Regions from separate parts of the Zea mays genome. Here all the other regions are linked to region 4. Evidence: chromatin contacts called from public Hi-C data. All regions are on one chromosome and are shown on one strand. The core of a region is the stretch at or near the end of the contact, and the rest is flanking DNA. Distances in the headings are between cores, read along the strand shown. Region 1 holds the start of LOC100285514. Region 2 has its middle 5.4 kb from the start of LOC103644640. Region 3 holds the start of LOC100304322. Region 4 holds the start of LOC100193430 (Putative tRNA pseudouridine synthase).

Region 1 (2,820 bases), core at 252-2,751, 260 kb after region 4:
AACCTGACATGCCAGAGGGTGCTGTACGGTGTCACCTCCATCGGTTCTTTCACATCTCACTCATGATCGTGGACCGTGGCTGGCTGGCTGTCTGGTTGGCCCATGCTTTCACTACCGCTAGTCGTAGACTTCTGTGAGGTGATCATTTTTGTTGTTGTTTTTGTAGACGACGAAACACCGCGTTCGCCTCCAAAGATCTGCGCTAATCGCCTACGGAGTACTTTCACATGTAATTCAATACCCAGGCAAAGTGCTAAAATCATAATTACAATATCAGAGAAAGGTATATAAACCCAAACACCATATTTTGCTCGTGCAGGAGAGGAGCGCGCAGACAAAAGGTCAGGTGATAGTAACAATTATCGTTGGGATATATTTCTTTATATATTTCATTTTCGTAAAGGGTGTTTTACTCTTTCGCGTGAAAGGTGATACTATACCACTCTAACCTTTTTTCGAATGATAGGCCCTATATATAAATGAAAAGACTGTAATGTAAAGGTGTGAGCGCTGCTGCCTGGCATGTAATGCACAGACAGAGGAGGCATGTGTTGGGGCGTGCGTTGTATGATTGCTTCGGATCAACATGGACCTGGTGTGGTGGCCGCTAACGACCGAATCTCTTGGCGTCTTTTTGATCGGTATCCAGATCGTCGGTGCAGGCGACGTTGCTTCAGTTAGGAGGCGTCCATGCTTCTGTCGATCGCGTGGGTAGCTTAGCTACGGCCAGCGGCCTAGTAGTACTGCCCACTGCTGCGCCATCAAGAGTCCCGAGCTTTCAGTTTCAGGTCCATTTCCACAAAATCCATGACTAGATTCTTCAGAGATTGAGCGCATTTTCTTTGCTCGGTGATCGGGGGCTCCAAACCGACCGTGAGCGCATTCTCTCTACCGACTGCTTCCATCACGCCAAAGATCCACCGGCACGACTGGCGTGATCGACCGGCCGTGGCAGGGGGCAGGGGCAGGGGCAGACACAGCTGCGTACGCGCGCACGGCCGGATGCGTGCCCCCCGCGATCGCCGATGCCGCCGCGCCGCGCTGTTCCTGCGTCAGCAGCTGCTTGCTGAGGCCGCCGCGCGTGCCGTGCGCCGACCGGCCATCTTCGCGGCGCTGCGGCGGCTCAAGTATCGGGCCTGCAATGCATGCACGAGCGCCCGCCACACACAGCGGCAGGCCTGGCCCACTGCGGGAGACCAAACTTTCGGTGGGGCGCATCAGCAGCTCGCGTACAGATTGTGAAATCATGCGCGCGTGTGTGTGTCCTCTGTCCTGGTCCTCCTGGACCGCGTAGTTTTGACCTTCTTGTCCACCACCGCCGCGTACCAGAATCGACACATGCTGCGACAGTGCGTCCTGGCCTCTCTGCTGTACACTTTACACTATCATTTTTTTTTCTTTTTTTCTTTTGTATTCTACGAGTAATAACAACAAGAATGTTTGGAAACATTTCCGATCTCCCCATTACATATAACTTTGATCACGCGAGTGCTGCTCCCAATTCCCAAGGCCTGCACCATCTAGCAGGCCGTCAAGCCAGCCAGTTCCACACTTCCACTTCCACAGGCGCGCAGCCGGCCGCTCACGTAACGCCAACTCCCCTGTCTCCGCGCGGCTGCAGCCGACGCCGGCCTCTCTGTCCCCGTGTGTCCTGCTGCCTATCTTCGCTCCACGTCCACGGTGACACCATGCCGGCGCCCAAGTGGTTCCAGAAGCTCCGGGGGAGGAGGAGCAAGGGCAAGCAGCAAGGCCCGTGCGCCAGAGGCCTCGCCGCCGAGGACGCGCCGGCGCAGGGCCAGCGCCCGTCGTCGCTGCCAGCGCCCTGCGCCGTGTCCCCCAACCGGGCGTCCTACTACTTCGCCAGCGCGGACCGCGCGCGCCAGGACAGGGACCTCCCCTGCGCCGCCGACGCGGCGGCGGCCCTGCTGGACGTCCGCGTCGACGTGGTGCACCGCCGCGCGGGCGACCGGCGGCTCGGCGGCCTCGACGCGCCGCCCGGGACGCCCGAGCTCCAGCTGCGGCCCATCGTCACGAGGCCCCCCGTCGACGACGCCTCGGCCAGCGGTGGCGTCAGCAGCGCCAGCGCCACCACGTCGGCAGCCACCACGCCGTCCACCAGGGCGCGCAGGTTCCACGTGAGCTCGCCTATGGCCAGGCGCCGGCGCCGGCGCCGGTGCGACCACGACAGCGTCGCGATCAAGAAGGGGAAAGCGGCGGCCGCGGAGGAGGAGGAGGAGGAGGGGGAGGTGTCGCCGGTGCCGTCCCTGCGCGCGCCCACGCGGCGGCGAAGGCGGCGGTGGCTGTACGAGAGCCTGGTGGTGGTGAAGACGTCGTCGGACCCGGAGCGGGAGCTGGCGGAGAGCATGTCCGAGATGGTGGTGGCCAACGGCATCCGCTCGTCCGAGGACCTGGAGGAGCTCCTCGCGTGCTACCTCGCGCTCAACGCCGCCGAGCACCACCGCGCCGTCGTCGCCGCGTTCCGCCGCATCTGGCTCCTCCTCGACAAGCACAGGCTGCTGCTCATCTAGGCACATCGTGCAGCAGCCGCGCACCTCGCCAGCTGACGGCGCAGCTACCGTAGCGTAAACAGTGCTATCGTGTGAGCTGTGACGACGAACATGCTGCACGCCATGCCATGCCATGCCTGCATGCATCTTGCCGTGTTTATAATCGACACCTATTTTAGTTGAGTTGGTTGGTTCATCTTGATTGCACATTCGTGCCGCAATCGCGTTGCGACGGAGCTCTCATCTCTCTTGGTTGGATTGGATCACGCAAAGCTGACAGCATTTCTTGCTCGCTGTACGTGTGTCGGCACGC
Region 2 (2,797 bases), core at 212-2,711, 330 kb before region 4:
CCTAAACACTTTGGTGTGGATGCCAATGCTGCATGTCCTGTTCCATCTCTGGCTCAATGGATGCAAGATAAAACAGTGATGTCTGAGCTGGTCCAACAACATTTATCCAGAGCTCAGCTGAGGATGAAGAAACAAGCTGATCAAGGGCGTTCTGAAAGGTCGTTTGCTGTGGGGGACCAAGTCTTTCTGAAGCTCCAACCGTATGTGCAATCCTCTTTGGCTCCCCGCGCGAACCAAAAGCTGGCTTTTAAATATTTCGGCCCTTTTTCCATAGTGGCTAAAGTGGGAACTGTTGCTTACCGTTTGCAACTGCCAGCTTCATCTTCCATTCATCCTGTTTTTCATGTATCTCAGCTGAAAAAAGCAGTGGGTCCGGCAGTGCAGGTATCTCAGCTACCGGGAGAGATGGTTGACATTCAGGTTCCCGAAGCCATACTGCAACGCCGGCTGGATTCTGAAGGTAAATCACAAGTGCTGGTGAAGTGGTCGGCCATGCCAGAATCCTTAGCTACATGGGAGGATGCTATTGCCCTGCGACATAACTTTCCATTTGCACCTGCTTGGGGACAAGCAGTGTCTCTTCCAGGGGGGAATGTGAGGATGGATGCACCAAAGCAAGGAGATAAAAGAGCTCGGGTTCCTGCTGATGTGGAAACTAGAAGGGGAACAAGAGCGAGGAAGGCAAGCGTGAAGGTGTTTGGGCCGGATTGGCGTGTGTAAGACGCTGTGCGTCTGGTGGGCCGAATGTGGCCGGAATGTGTGAACGTGTGCTCTAAGTTGGGGTAACGCTGGAGGTTATAGGGGAGTAGCTGGTAAAGGAGAGAAATCAGAAAAAGCATAACAAACTCATTCTGTACCAACTCTCCAGTTCTATACGACAGCTTCTCCTTCTCCTCCTATCTTCCTACTGGTCTTCCTTTACCTGCAAATTCTGCTAACACGCGCATAGGGACGTCCCTGTGGCCGCCATATAAGGGAAGGGGGCGCCGCGCGGCTACCGCTGCGGGCAGCCTAAGCCACGTCGAGACCACCACCACGCCAGGCCGTGTGAGGAAGGATTTCCGTCGTCGCTATGGCAGAAGGAGGGAGCGAGAGAAGACCGCCGCCTCAGATGAACTCGAGTCCTCTTCGGCCGCTGGGAGTCCTGCTACCCCCACGCGCATCGGAGGAGCTTCGTCGCGGCCAATGGCAGCTGGAACTTCACCTCCTCTGCACCGTGCGTGCGCATCGCGTCGTGAAGCCGGGGGAGCGTCCGGGGTACCGATGTGTTGCGTTGGAGAACAGATAATATCACGGACCGCACTATGCTTTGTCCTCAGTCCTCACCATCACCTTCGGTGCTGGCCTGTGCGCGCCAGCCGCCGTCATCGTTGGCCGAACCATAGCTGGCCTAAGTATTGACGAATAGAATGGGAGGTAGGAAATCAGGTGTCTACCGTCGATCTGTGAATGGATGGTCGTGATTAAAATGAGGGATACCGGTTTGGGGGCATTGCCGCGCGCCGTTGGATTGGGATCGTGCACGCCAGGGTTCACCCAATCATTTAAAATCCTGAACGTTGATTGAGAATCGAGTGGCCGAGATCTCGTAGGATTCAATCTAATCTGTACCGTCAGGCATTATCCAATGCCTAGGGATAAAGGATACCCCTTCGCCGAGCCAGATTTGCAAAAGAGACCTTAGTGTTTTAGGCAATCAACCCGTCATCCCCCACCAGTTAGAAAACAATTAGAATCGAGTCCCGATATTTATGATTTGGACCCTAAACTTTCTGGTAATAACGCGCGCAACCCAGAGAACAAATAAATTGAATAAAATAGTATAGAAAATGATTTAGAGTATAGAAATAATTAGAGAATCTTGTTTAATTCGTAATTAATTCATTTTAACTCCTTTTTGATCCATTCCAGTTGCATTAAATTCATATTAATGTTGTTTATCATCTGGTAACCTTATTTTGTTATGAAACATAGGTTAAAATTATGCACTTAATTTGTTCTATATCTAACACTTAAACCTTTAGAAAATCATAACTATATAACCGTAACTTCGAATTTAGTGGTTCTCGAACCTATGATCTCGTAACGAAACATATAACATTATTATACAGTTTTTTCTTTTGTTTGGTGTGATGTTAATTTTGCCTATACCATGTTTGTTTGTATTGCTATGAGTAGGAGCGAGGTTACGAGTCACTTGAAGACCAAGTTGGTACCTGGGGATCTCAAGTTTAAGTCAAGTTGTGCCCTTGATCACTCTTCTTTACCTAATAATGTTTATGTTAATCACTGTGACATGCTCAGGTTAATTTGATGGGACCTAATAGGCTTCCCTAGCATTGTTCATCCCACACCTTGTTTGCCACTGAACTGTTGGGTAGTTTTGCTATTGCTCTACCTAGTTTTGGGAAATTAATGTTATATTATGATCATGTTATAGTCATGTTGTAGTTTTAATTATTGTTCATGACAAGATTATTATGTTAATTGGAACATGGAGCTTAACTTGAGATATCCGTGCTACCACAAGGGTGGAATGTGACACCCTTGACTGACTAATTAGGAAAGCTAGTGGAGGAATACCTTACCCAAAAGGAGCAAGAGCGATAGAGGAGCTACATATAGGAAAGTTCTCGGGTCGATCATGCTGCGATGGCTTTTCGGACAAGGGATTCCTATATTGCCCTTCTTAGGAACTGTAGCGGGTTTTCTGAAGCTAGTGGAACTTTGTAAAGGCCTCATAGTGGATCTCTAGCCATTCACCTCGGAAGTGTCTAAGGGCCTTGCAAACCATGGC
Region 3 (2,982 bases), core at 141-2,640, 500 kb after region 4:
AGACCCAGGGATCTCGCCAGACAACCTGTTCCCCGACAAATCCAGCATTTCCAGGCTTGTCATTTCTCCAAACCATGTCGGGACACTCCCAGTGAACTCATTTGAGCTCAAATCAAGGTATGTGCAGGTGGAGAGCCTCCTCAGGGACTCAGGTAAGTTGCCGGACAGCGAGTTGGACCCAAGATCCACTGACCTGAGCAGCGGGCAGTCCCCAATGTCGTCCGGGAGGCTACCAGTGAGACGGTTGCCTCGCAGATTAAGCTCCCGAAGGTTAAACATCCTGCTGACACCGATCGGGAGGTCGCCGGTGACGGCATTGCCCGAGATGTCCAGCGTGCGCAGCGCGTTGAGGGACCAAATGTCGCTGGGCAGCGCGCCGTCCAGGCGGTTGGAGGAGAGGTTGAGCGACGCGAGCGTGGCGCACGCGGCGACGTCCCGCGGGATGCCGCCGGAGAAGGCGTTGTTGGCGAGCGAGACGTCGCGGAGGGAGCGGCACCGGCCGAAGAGCCCCTCCGGGACGGCGCCGGCGAATGCGTTGGCGCTGAGGTCCAGCGTCTGGAGCGCCGGGAGGCGGGCGAGGTCGGCGGGGACGTCGCCGGAGAGGTTGTTGCGGGCGAGGGAGAGCGACTGGAGCGCCTCGAGGCGGAGGAGGCCCCGGCCGAGCTTGCCGGAGAGGCCGAAGCCGGCGAGGGAGAGCGCGGAGACGCGGCCGGTGCGCGCGTCGCAGGTGACGCCGTCCCAGGCGCAGGGCCGCTCGTCGTCCTCGCTCCACGTCGCGAGGCGGCCGTCGGGGTCCGACACGTCGGCCTTGAACACGATCAGCCCCAGCACGTCGTCGCCCAGCCCCGCCCCCGCCACGCCGCCCTTGGCCTCCGCCGCCGCCGCGAGGGCGGCGAGGTGGGCGAGAACGAGCAGCGCGAGAGGCCGCATTGCTCGGCGAGACTTGGGCGAAGGACAAGGAGGCGGCGGCGCAATTAAACGCTCAGGGCTGATGCAGGAAGACGAACGAACCGGTGGGATGAACGGATGAGACTCCGCGGGTTTGGGCTCACTTAAATCTGTGCGTGACGACCTCGAAGCTTCAAATGGTTCTCTCTCTTCCTTCCTGCGTAGTACTGAAGATACAAATGTGAGTGTACTGAGCTCTAGATATGGGCTCCAGGAACAACCTTGTGGTAGCAGATGTGGGTGAGTACCTGCCGAGCCAGGATGCACCCGTCTACGTCGCTGCCGCCGGTGCCGACTCGCCGGAAAACTTCATTGAAGAATGCAGGCAGGGAGAGGGGAGGAGGGGCGAGAGTGGGAGCCGGGAGGGACCGAGGGAGGCAGGGAGCAACGGAGAGTGGGCTGAGGCTGGACCGCTGCGAGGGAGAAAGAGCGAGGAGTGGAAGGGAGAAACAAAAAATAAAGATGTTCCAGGGTAGGGCCAGAGCTGATCGGACGGTGACGAACAGGTTCACCGCACGACCGAGGGATGGGATGGGATGGGATGGGCCGCGAGGGATGGTTGGTGGCTCCGGGATGGGCCATTGGGCCGTGTGCATGGACCGGGGCCGAGGGAGTGCCCCGTGCCGTGCGTTGGGTTCCTCCTCGAAACTCGCGTGGGGCCGCGTGGTTCGAGGCCGCAGAGCGCACGGGACCGGTCCGGGCCGGGCGAGTCAGCGAGTAGAAGTAGGACCGGGCGACCGGCGCGGCTAGACTCGTCGGTGCTTTTGAGGCAGGTGCGCCTGCGCGCCCATGCGCTGCGTCGGGTTTGCGAGTCTTCCTTCTTCCATGGCCGCAGGATCAGGACAATAGAGGCGACTATTTTTTTCTACGAATACAGAACCGATTAATTTACGACGATGCTAAAACTACCTAGAATTTTTAAAGTGTCTCTTATGACAGTCCATTTACTTGAAACACAAAAGGGTTTGTAATAATACTATAATAATTGACGATTCAATATATTTTGGGGTGGGCAAAAAACACCAAACACCAAAAACCATACCGAACCAAACACCATACACCAAAATTTACGGTTTATTCGGTTTTTGTATTTGGTGCGGTATGGATTTTAGCTCTATTTGGTATTTGGTATGGTTTTCAATATTTAGACACCAAAAATACCAAAATACCGAAACGTAGCAAAACAACGTCTTAAACCTTAGACTCATATCATTATAATTTTTAAGAACTAGTATGTGTTAGTTGCTCTTATTCAACACTAATTTGTTTATGCAATTTTATTAAGTACTAGTTGATGAATTATCAGTATGTTCTTTATGTGATTTTACGTTTGCAGTTTCAAACTGCTAGTTGTTTGATGATTGTAAAAATACCAAACACCGAACTGAACATCAAATTCTGCGGTTTTTTTTTCATTTGTGAACAAAAAGTTTGGTTTTCATTTTCCAAGCACCAAACTTTTTTGACACCAGATAAAGCGCACCGAATAAACCAATAGAACGGAATGCCCGTCCCTGTTATTTCTGGAACGAGGCAGAACAAAGTGGTTAGCGTGACCACAAAGCTTTGGCTTTGGCTTTGGCTTTGAATGACTGGTGCAGTGCAGACCATGCTATTTGCAAGCGCACTCCCAGATTTTACTATACTCCACTCCACTCCACATTAGTCACGGGAACTAGTCTCTTTTAAAAGTTGAAAGAACTGTGCATGCACGGGTTTGCACGATGAACACGTACCGGCGTACACCGCTGGCCTTATTTAGATAAAGAGGGATTAAAGTGGATTGAAGTGTATTTTAAGGATTGAAAGGAAATTTAGTTCATATTACATTTCAATACATCATATACCACCTTAATCCACTTCAATGTCTCTTTTTCTAAACAACGTCTGAACTGGGCGCGCCAGCCGTTCATACACCGGCGCTGCTGCACGCTACCGCCGTCGCTGGCCGAATGAAAAAGCCCGCAACGCAGAGCTCGAGCACCGCGCACGGCAACCACTTGATGGTTGATGGCTGGCTGCCCCGTCCAACTC
Region 4 (2,842 bases), core at 26-2,525:
ATTTACTCCGTGGTGGGTGCCATGCCAAATTAGCCATGTTGTGCTTAATGCGTGGTTTCATGTGTAGGGTTGGATATCGAGCCAGCTCGGCTCGGTCGAGCTCGAGCTGGCTCGTTAAGATAACGAGCTGGCTCGACTTGGCTTGTTAAAGAACCGAACTAGAGAACCAGCTCAGCTCGGCTCGTTTGCGAGCTCAAGCTGGTTCGTTTAGCTCGCGAGTCACAACAAAAAAAAATATACACATGTATAAAACAATATAATCAATTACTAGTTAATTCTAGACCAATTAAACACTAGAAAAGTGTAATAATACTCACAATTTCACATACCATGACAATCCAACACCAAACAAACGAAGTTCATCACTTATTAGTTCATCCAACACAAGTGTGATCTTTGTTTGAATATTTTGCCCAACCCTATTCATACGCTTAATGACTTCAGATGACACATGTGCCTTATATAGTAGACTTTTTTTTCAAAACTCACATATGCCTTATGAAATGGACTGGAAAGAGTAATTAACAAAACAACCAGGAGAAACTATAGTACATAGAGCATACATGATTCAGTACCTATATTATAGAAATGTCATCTGTGTCATGTGTGTCAGTGTGTGACCTTTCACAATCATTATATAGGATTACAAAACATTGCGGTGAAAGTTTAAATCATTCGACAAGTGACCAAGCATTAGAGATCCAATGCACAGAACCACTAGCGGCAAAGCAATGCAACTAGCACGAAAAGAGTCATCTAGTACTACCAGGCAGCAACGGTGCAGTAAATTAAGCTACACTGAGCACACAAAATTAAGCATAAAGCCCAATCAAGTTAATTATTCAGAGCTTACTCGAATCCACGCCAAGCTCTTGCTGCTTTTGAAGCCCTGCCAAGCACATAGCAAAAGCATTACATCAAAGCTCCACGGCACCCATTTCCCGGGGGCAAATTAAATAGTCGACGAGCAAAACCTCGGTAATCAGTGCCGACGTAGCCGATGCGGAGCACCACCCTCTTCTTGCGCGCTGACTCCCACCTCATCCCGCCGCCTCCATCGTTGGCGGACGTGACAGGCGGAGACAGGGACGGCGTTGGTTTGAGTCTGGCGGATGCGGAGGAGGAATAGCAGAGAGTTGTACGCGGAATGCTAGGGACCGCGCGCTTCGCGAGGAATGCAGAGGATATAGACCTCCGGAGAAGACACGAAGCCGACGCCGTGGCGGCGGCGGCGGTGGCGGCGGCCATCGTCGAGGGAGGCGATGTGAGGAAGAGTGGCCCACGTAGAAGGTCCGTTAATTGCAGTGGCAGATAAGACCGAATATCGTGACGGGCTTTATCTTTTGGGCTTTGTATAGTTGGGCCTGTAAGGCTATGACCCGCAACCGTGAAATGCTCTATTCGCGATATGACATCGAAAATTATATAAAATCTTTGTATGCCACTGGATCTACATATCATACATATAAAAAATATCACCTAAATGTCATAATGGCATATAAGGGATGGGTATAAAATCCAATGGCATGGCTCTTTCAACATTAGACTAGTTTGCTAGTCATATGGGTTTTCAGAAGCATCGTCATGGATATATGAACTTACGTTTAATTACTTTTGTACTAGTTATTTTTATGCTTTCTAAAAAGGTGATAACATGCTAACATAAAAAATTGTCCTCTATAGTTGAATGTAATCCAACCTAGGGTTAGTGCGCCCTATGCCCCTATTCCGTGAAAATGTGGTGAATCTGATAGACAAGATTTGATGTTAGCTCCCTAATTCTTTTGGGGCAATTACGTCAATGACCCTATTTTAGGTGTAACTACAAATTTGCCCTTAGTTTTTAAACTTTGTGTGTTTTCCTCTGTTTTTTAAAATGAAACTGTTGTATATGCTCCTAGTCTGTTAATTGTACTGAAGGAGTGAAGGGTGTGAAGTACGTTGCACGGTGTAATATGAAATTTGGGCTTCTCTTGAACCATGTAGCTTTGTTTACACTGTCAAGGTGAGTGCCGTCGTGACACTGACAAGGCAACGTTGGTAGACAAGCAGATCAAAGCGCTAAAGATACCATAAACATGGACGAACAAACAAGGCTTTATGATGATTTGACAACACAAGGGATCAGGTTGAAGCAGCTGCAGCCATAAAAGTACAAGGGATCAGGCTGAAGGTCTAACGTAATCAACTAATTGAAAGTGTTCGAATAAAACATAACACGATGTATATTCAATCATTTTTCACCAATCGTCGATATGTCCGAGTGGTTAAGGAGACAGACTTGAAATCTGTTGGGCTACGCCCGCGCAGGTTCGAACCCTGCTGTCGACGTTTTTTTTGAATTTTGCCCCAACTGTTTTTTTTCATCTCATTCTGTAAGATTCGATGCACGCCGTTGATACTTTCCGTTGTAAAAGAACTGTTGCTAGAATAGCTCCCGGCGAAGCAAAGGTAAGTTTAGAGCCCCAGTTGTATTTAGATTATTTCTGAGCTTAACTGATGTTCTTGTAGTAGTAAACGACGTGATCGTCAACACTATAGGTCACGTATGATGGTTTCGCAGGCAGTGCTTGGATAGGCTTATGATCATTGATCCTGAGCCTATCTGTTCGAAATCGGACTAGCGCTTGGCCCAGACAGCTAGCTCCCGTTGTGGAGCCAACCAAACAGACCGCATGCTCTTAACTGCAGCCGAATAAGCCCGATCAATCAGGTTGATCCTTGACCACTCAAGCTTCGGCTGTTTGCCTTCTTCGGTGTCCTAGAGAAGATTCGGGGATTCCAAGGCTCAAAGAGCTGAATCAGGAAAGATCTAGATGAGTCTAGAGTGTTCTATACAATC

Evidence for each region. A called contact is a pair of places that touch in the nucleus more often than the background predicts.
Region 1: a Hi-C map of bundle sheath shows a contact between it and region 4, with 3 times the contacts expected there. The contact joins the promoter of LOC100285514 here to the promoter of LOC100193430 in region 4. A contact is called at or near these places in 4 of 25 Hi-C or Micro-C datasets (bundle sheath, ear, endosperm and 1 more).
Region 2: a Hi-C map of tassel shows a contact between it and region 4, with 1.7 times the contacts expected there. The contact joins the enhancer-like site here to the promoter of LOC100193430 in region 4.
Region 3: a contact with region 4 is called in a Hi-C map of endosperm, with 2.4 times the contacts expected there. The contact joins the promoter of LOC100304322 here to the promoter of LOC100193430 in region 4. A contact is called at or near these places in 3 of 25 Hi-C or Micro-C datasets (bundle sheath, ear and endosperm).

The regions. Positions count from the first base shown.
Region 1 is chr1:56,425,856-56,428,675 of Zm-B73-REFERENCE-NAM-5.0, reverse strand. LOC100285514 reads left to right here and starts at 1,501. Exons shown (of 1, transcript NM_001158406.2): 1 at 1,501-2,687. The coding sequence starts at 1,689. The coding sequence ends at 2,528.
Region 2 is chr1:57,012,380-57,015,176 of Zm-B73-REFERENCE-NAM-5.0, reverse strand. No RefSeq gene overlaps it. Among protein-coding and RNA genes, the nearest start is that of LOC103644640, 5.4 kb to the right of the region's middle. Within about 2 kb of position 1,461, at least 20 of the 20 cell types and tissues checked have an H3K27ac peak or open chromatin away from gene starts, as enhancers often do. A contact at or near this core is called in tassel, where this site is marked.
Region 3 is chr1:56,187,404-56,190,385 of Zm-B73-REFERENCE-NAM-5.0, reverse strand. It overlaps LOC100304322, which reads right to left and starts at 1,390. Exons shown (of 3, transcript NM_001361410.1): 1 at 1,197-1,390; 2 at 1-1,115. The coding sequence starts at 930.
Region 4 is chr1:56,687,045-56,689,886 of Zm-B73-REFERENCE-NAM-5.0, reverse strand. It overlaps LOC100193430 (Putative tRNA pseudouridine synthase), which reads right to left and starts at 1,275. Exons shown (of 6, transcript NM_001138552.1): 1 at 975-1,275; 2 at 854-889. TRNAS-UGA (transfer RNA serine (anticodon UGA)) reads left to right here and starts at 2,250; the gene lies at 2,250-2,331.